Linked DNA regions of Hordeum vulgare: region 1 is linked to region 2. A link is a contact called in public Hi-C data. All regions are on one chromosome and are shown on one strand. The core of a region is the stretch at or near the end of the contact, and the rest is flanking DNA. Distances in the headings are between cores, read along the strand shown.

Region 1 (2,763 bases), core at 193-2,692, 170 kb after region 2:
AAAATGTTGCAATCATTATACAAATTTGCTACATCAGTCATTTTTTGTTGTTGCAACCGTATTGTGTTTTTGCTACAACCGTTGACATGGGCGAGTTGCAACCATGATGGGAAATGCTGCAACCATTATACATTTTTGCTACATTTGTCATTCTGTTTTGTTGCAACCGTATTGTTGTTTACAAGGGGTTGCAACCATGAGCGCACGCTGCTACATCCATGGAGGTTAGAAACGCACAGAAAGGCGACATAGGTGAGGGCGGCGACCGGCGGTGACCGACGGTGGAGGGCGGCCAGCGGTGAGGAGGTGAGGCGAGGCGGTCGGCACGTGCTGGGGCGTCGGCACGGGCTAGGCGTGTGCGGGGACTGTGGCGCGTGCGAGGATGGCCGGGCAGTGGGGGCGCGCGAGACCAGATCTGACGGCAGGGGACCCTAATCTAACGGCTGCTGCGCGACCGGCGCGAGCCCTCGGGCCGGCGCGACGACGCCTAGCACTGCCCATTCGATAATAACCTAGTACTCCCTTCGTCCGAAAATATTTATCTGAAAAATAAATGTATCTAGATGTATTTTTATTTTTATTTATGTTTATGATTAGTAATATTGGACGAAGTAAATACTATATACGTTGTGAGTCTGAAAAAGGAATTATTCTGCATGAAAAGTTCAATCAGCGACAGTGCTTCATATATAGAGGTCGGTATTTTTTTCCAACGGAACTACATTTTCACACTTCAAAAAAATCTGACAAAAGTATACATATAGACATATGTTTGTGCTTCCTCAAAATAATTGTAGGTAAAAAGAACTAGCCTAGTTATCTTCAATTATAGTTATTTAGATAAGAAAAAGTAGTATACATGTGTAAAATTTCATAAACATATATGTTAATATGTGTTGTATACAAAAAAGACAAATACATGGAGTCAAATATGCCTTTTCCTTTTTGTTTTTGGGCTGATATTTGTCTTTTTTTTGGTAGCATGCAAATAGTCAAGTTAGTCGATGAAATTCTATACATATTTGAAGAACATGCATGTGCATCTATGTAAAAAAGATTTGACACTTTTGAAAACTTTTAAATATATTTTATTTTATTTTATTCAAAACGGGCTCCATGGAGCCCGGCCTCTACAACGTCATTACTCTCATTCTGCATGCCTAGCTAGCTTGCCCAAGGTTAATCAGCTGGGTTCGGTTTGGTGTGACAAAACCTACAGTACGATTTTATCAGATTTGCGGGGGCCGTACATGGCATGAACTCGAGCTGGCACGAAAGGTACATGTGTCGACCGGGTCGATGGATCGAACAAGTGTCAGATCTCGTTTTGCTCCAGAGAAAATGGGCGGTTCATGGGCGGCCAGAGAAACCCATGCACGCATGCATGAATGCGTCTGCGTGCCTTGGCTGCTTCTGTAATAAGTCAGCGGACAGAGTGGCGCTATAGCTTCACCGAGAGAGACGGCGGCCGTTGATCCGTGGCAGATCAGGTGCATGCATATACATGTATGTATGTACTTCCTCCGTTCCTAAATATAAGATCCTTGTAGAGATTGCACTATGAACTACATACGGATGTATATAGACATATTTTAAAGTGTAGATTCACTCATTTTGCTTCGTATGTAGTCTATAGTGAAATCTCTACAAGGTCTTATATTTAGGAACGGAGGGAGTAGTACACATGCCCTGTTTGGTCCAACCCTCACCTCATTATAAAACTGAATATCATTTTCAGGAAACGGAAACTTTAACAATAATAATAGTGTTACTGTGAGCTCAAAAAAAAGCTTTTTAAAATGAGCTCAAAAATAATATTGTTACTGTGGAGATGCATATAACCCTCTACAATCTACATATGTTGATAGACAAAAGTGGCGACGGGCCATAGGACGCATGTAACAAAAACGAAGTTGTCAGACCATAGGACCCATGGAAATCAAGGTGTTTCTGTGGTTGAGGATAAAAAATGGCATAAGTGAATGGACTGGACTGGTCATGAGACAATTAACCTTATGTCACTACCTCACCACTTAGGCCTACAGTTGTTATCTTTACCTTATGTCACTACCTCACCACTTAGGCAATCTTGCAAACAAACCAGTGGCAAGGAAGTATTGAAGAGGGCATCATGTTGATCAAGCAAAGCAAGTGATGGTGGATATCTACAACGGGGCTCAAGGATGGGAGGCAACAGTACGCAGACTCATGGTTAGCTATTGCATTCGGATTAGTCGGTTTATATGGTTTCTCGGTTTGTACGATATTGATACTTTTGTGAATACCATATAAAATTAAAATATGGTTCCGTTTTAAAATATATCAAATTATTTTGTTATGGTTTTGGTATATATACCATAATAACCAAAGGTGGCATGAATTTGAAAATGACATAATGACATTTTATAAATTTATAACTCAAAATACATACTTCTTTATACAAGCAATATTTAAGTATATAATCATGAATTGATGCTTGTTCATGCATGCAAATATGCAATATATAATTTGCTTTGTTTGTGGGCATACTTAGCATTTTTTGAGAGAAAAATGGCTACATTACAAGAAAAATGGAGGTGCGTAGCAGGGTACCTGGCTCCTCTACAAAATATATCACAAGATCTTTTTGGTTGTAGCATGGTTGTTCGCTTAAGAAATGTAAATGTATTTTTTTACTTCAGACTTTTGGTATATACCAAAAAATGGAATTCAAACGGTAAGAAAATTTCATGCCATACCGAGAAAATAGTTCGCTTCGGTTGA
Region 2 (2,986 bases), core at 172-2,671:
ATTTTGTCATTTCTTATCAAATTGTATCACATGGTTGTGTGACTATATTGGGGTACCATGCCAAGTTTAATATATTTTTTGACTTCATCTAGATTTTTATCAAAAAAAAATCTATCATGCAAAAACATCAATGGACCTACCATAGCACAAAGTTAAATATTTCATCCATTTTCAACACATGAACTCAACTTGCACACATAGTTAAATACAAATTTGATTGGTGTGTATACTACAGAAAATCACAGGCACACACGAGTGCGGGAGCACGCACCTGTCCAGCTCTTCCCGGCTAACTGATTGCCCAATGATTCGTATAGTATTTGAGTCCCGCACGAGGGGGCACGGTAAATTTTAAGTTCTAAGCCTTGAAACTTATGATTTTGCATTTGAAAATTATGATTTTCTTGGTTGAAGTGGTTGCTCGTATCTAGCTTCAGAGTTGAAACTTAAAGCAATTTAATTTGTATAAAAGTTGTTGGTTTTGTCAACCACTCGAACTAAGTTTCAAAGGTTGAAACTTGACATAATTCTTTTAAACTCGTCAAAATATATCAAAAATAGACCTTATTTCAAAGCCCTCGTCACAGGAAACACAAATGTGAAAGCATAACTTAATTTGCACTTTTCGCTCAAGAAATATGAAAGAATGAACTCGGAGGCCAAAAGAAAAAAGAAACAACGTATATGAGAGACTCGGTGTTCGTGCACATGTGTGTCATAAATCTTCTCCCGAGTAGGAGGTTAAGAGCATGTATAGTCGGATCCTTCAAATAACCCCTCATACATCCGCGGACACGTCCGGTCAATAACCGGATAGGAGAAAAGGAAAAGAGTGACTCAATCGGACCCCTCATATCATTTCTAGATGTCCGGGCTGTCCATGAACCCTCGTACGCATCTCAAATATGAGGAGGATATGAGGGCTCGCGGACGCGCAGTTTGTCACATAGGACCCAACCCCATCCCGAACCACCTTTATTTTTCCTTTATTCATTTTTTTCTTTTTCTTTCTTCCTCTTCACCAATTATATGTAAGTGATCGAATATATGAGAAATAAAATAAAAAATATCACTGTATCAACGGATAAATAGGAAACACGAACCGGATTTAAGTTCTCACTATAGATGCTCTTAAACATGGAATATGTGGGATCGGTCAAGCATGCGCACGTGTCTCGATCAGCCTGTGTATCTATCTCTCTCAAGATGGACCAAGGGGGAGGGTGTGCATCCACTATAGTCTGTAGATGCATGCATGGGCAATGACTGCGATCGATCTAGTGACAAGTGAGATGTCACCTGCCGCAAATTAATAATTTTTTCGCAAGGTTGGCGTCGATGGATGGCGCACGTACGTGTGCGTCCGTCCTTGCGCCCGCGCGCGCGTGCGTACAGGGATCCCCCGCACGCTCGCTGTCACGGGCTATCGGTCAGAAGCTGCCCTTGATCTTGACACGCTCCAAGAAAGCCGACAAGGGCTTCAACCCTGATGTCCATTAGCTACACTCACTTGACACGGACGTGCTTATCAATCAACCTAGCTAGCTAGCTACCGTTTTGAAGTCTGAACGACTTAATTTGAATACACTACTACTGGTTATTACATGCATCACAGCCATCAATCAACCTAGCTAGCTAGCTACCGTTTTGAAGTCTGAACGACTTAATTTGAATACACTACTACTGGTTATTACATGCATCACAGCCACACAGAAGTGAAATGGCGCACGTAGCTTGATCAGTTTGACACTCGCTGCACGTACGCTGGCTCCTACACAGGCGACAGGCTTCAGGCTCTCGAAGTCTCGATGTAGATATACTTGACAAGACGGGAAATTGTAATTAGAGCTGTGTTACTATATAAGGATTAGCTAGAGTCTACCAATCCCTGTGGAACAATCGCCGTCAGCCACTGACCGGCGAGAAGAGAAGGATCGCTGGTTGGAGGAAGTCCCCGTCCCTCTACCGGCACGTCTGGCTTTGTCGCCAATAAGGCGGACATGAATGCATGCGTGAATGCTCCAACTCAACCCACACCACGCTGCTTTTAGTCGTAAGTAAGTCTATATGCACGTACGCGGCTTTGATTAGATGCAATGCACACTGTAGCAAGTAATGCGAGCAATCATGCATGAGCCTCGCATTGATGATCCAGTCGGGTGTGCGTGATCTAGATCTATCGGCTCGCCGTCTCGATCAGATCCCAAGATTGTTTAACATTTCAAAGCTTTCTAAGTCCAAATTAACGTCCAAACTGTTTCAAAAAAAAAAAAGAGTCCGAATTGACGCTCTAATTCTTGATCAACTAAGGGGTTTGGATCTGCAAGTAATCAGTTCTCGCGGCATGTCTATGTCCTACTCTCCTTCGCCCCAAACTTCTTACGTTTGGAGCATCTACAACCAAAACTTGCATGTAAATACGGCTCCTCAAATGACTACGGACGTGTCTCAATACATTCTATGATCCGGCATCTCAAATCTCATATCTTATATTCATATAAATCCGGCATCTCAAATCTCATATCTTATATACATATAAATCATGGAACTACGTCAATGCATTTATACACATCGTTCGACTACTCCCGCACTACTAACATGTCATCAGACTACAAAAATTTGACATGTTTGGCTATGGTGGACATCACCCACGGCAGCCATTGCCTTTCCCGGAGCCCTTGCTGTCCTTCTTGCCGAAGTACCGGTTGAAAACGCAGTATGGATCAAGCCGGATCTGCTCGTCACCGAAGTTGTCCTCGCCGTCGCTCACTTCATCCACCTCCTTCGATGGCAGTCCGGCTATTTGACAAACCGTCCGATTCTGCTCGCTGGTGAGGGCGCGCGTGCTCCTCCGCTGTCATTTCTTCAAAATGTGGGCGCGGATGGCTTCCTCCTCTGCGGACGTCCGCACCGCCACATCAGCCGCCTCCGTCTCCATCATTTCCTCTGCGAGATAGGCCTTAGTGACCCTTATCCACTCCTTCCC

What was found. Hi-C and Micro-C count contacts between places; a contact is called where the count stands out from the background.
Region 1: a contact with region 2 is called in a Hi-C map of leaf, with 2.9 times the contacts expected there. The contact joins two enhancer-like sites. A contact is called at or near these places in 2 of 6 Hi-C or Micro-C datasets (leaf and seedling).

Annotation. Positions count from the first base shown.
Region 1 is chr5H:44,534,154-44,536,916 of MorexV3_pseudomolecules_assembly, forward strand. No RefSeq gene overlaps it. Among protein-coding and RNA genes, the nearest start is that of LOC123395806, 110 kb to the right of the region's middle. Within about 2 kb of position 1,443, at least 3 of the 3 cell types and tissues checked have open chromatin away from gene starts, as enhancers often do. A contact at or near this core is called in leaf and seedling, where this site is marked.
Region 2 is chr5H:44,367,105-44,370,090 of MorexV3_pseudomolecules_assembly, forward strand. No RefSeq gene overlaps it. Among protein-coding and RNA genes, the nearest start is that of LOC123398261, 14 kb to the left of the region's middle. Within about 2 kb of position 1,422, at least 3 of the 3 cell types and tissues checked have open chromatin away from gene starts, as enhancers often do. A contact at or near this core is called in leaf and seedling, where this site is marked.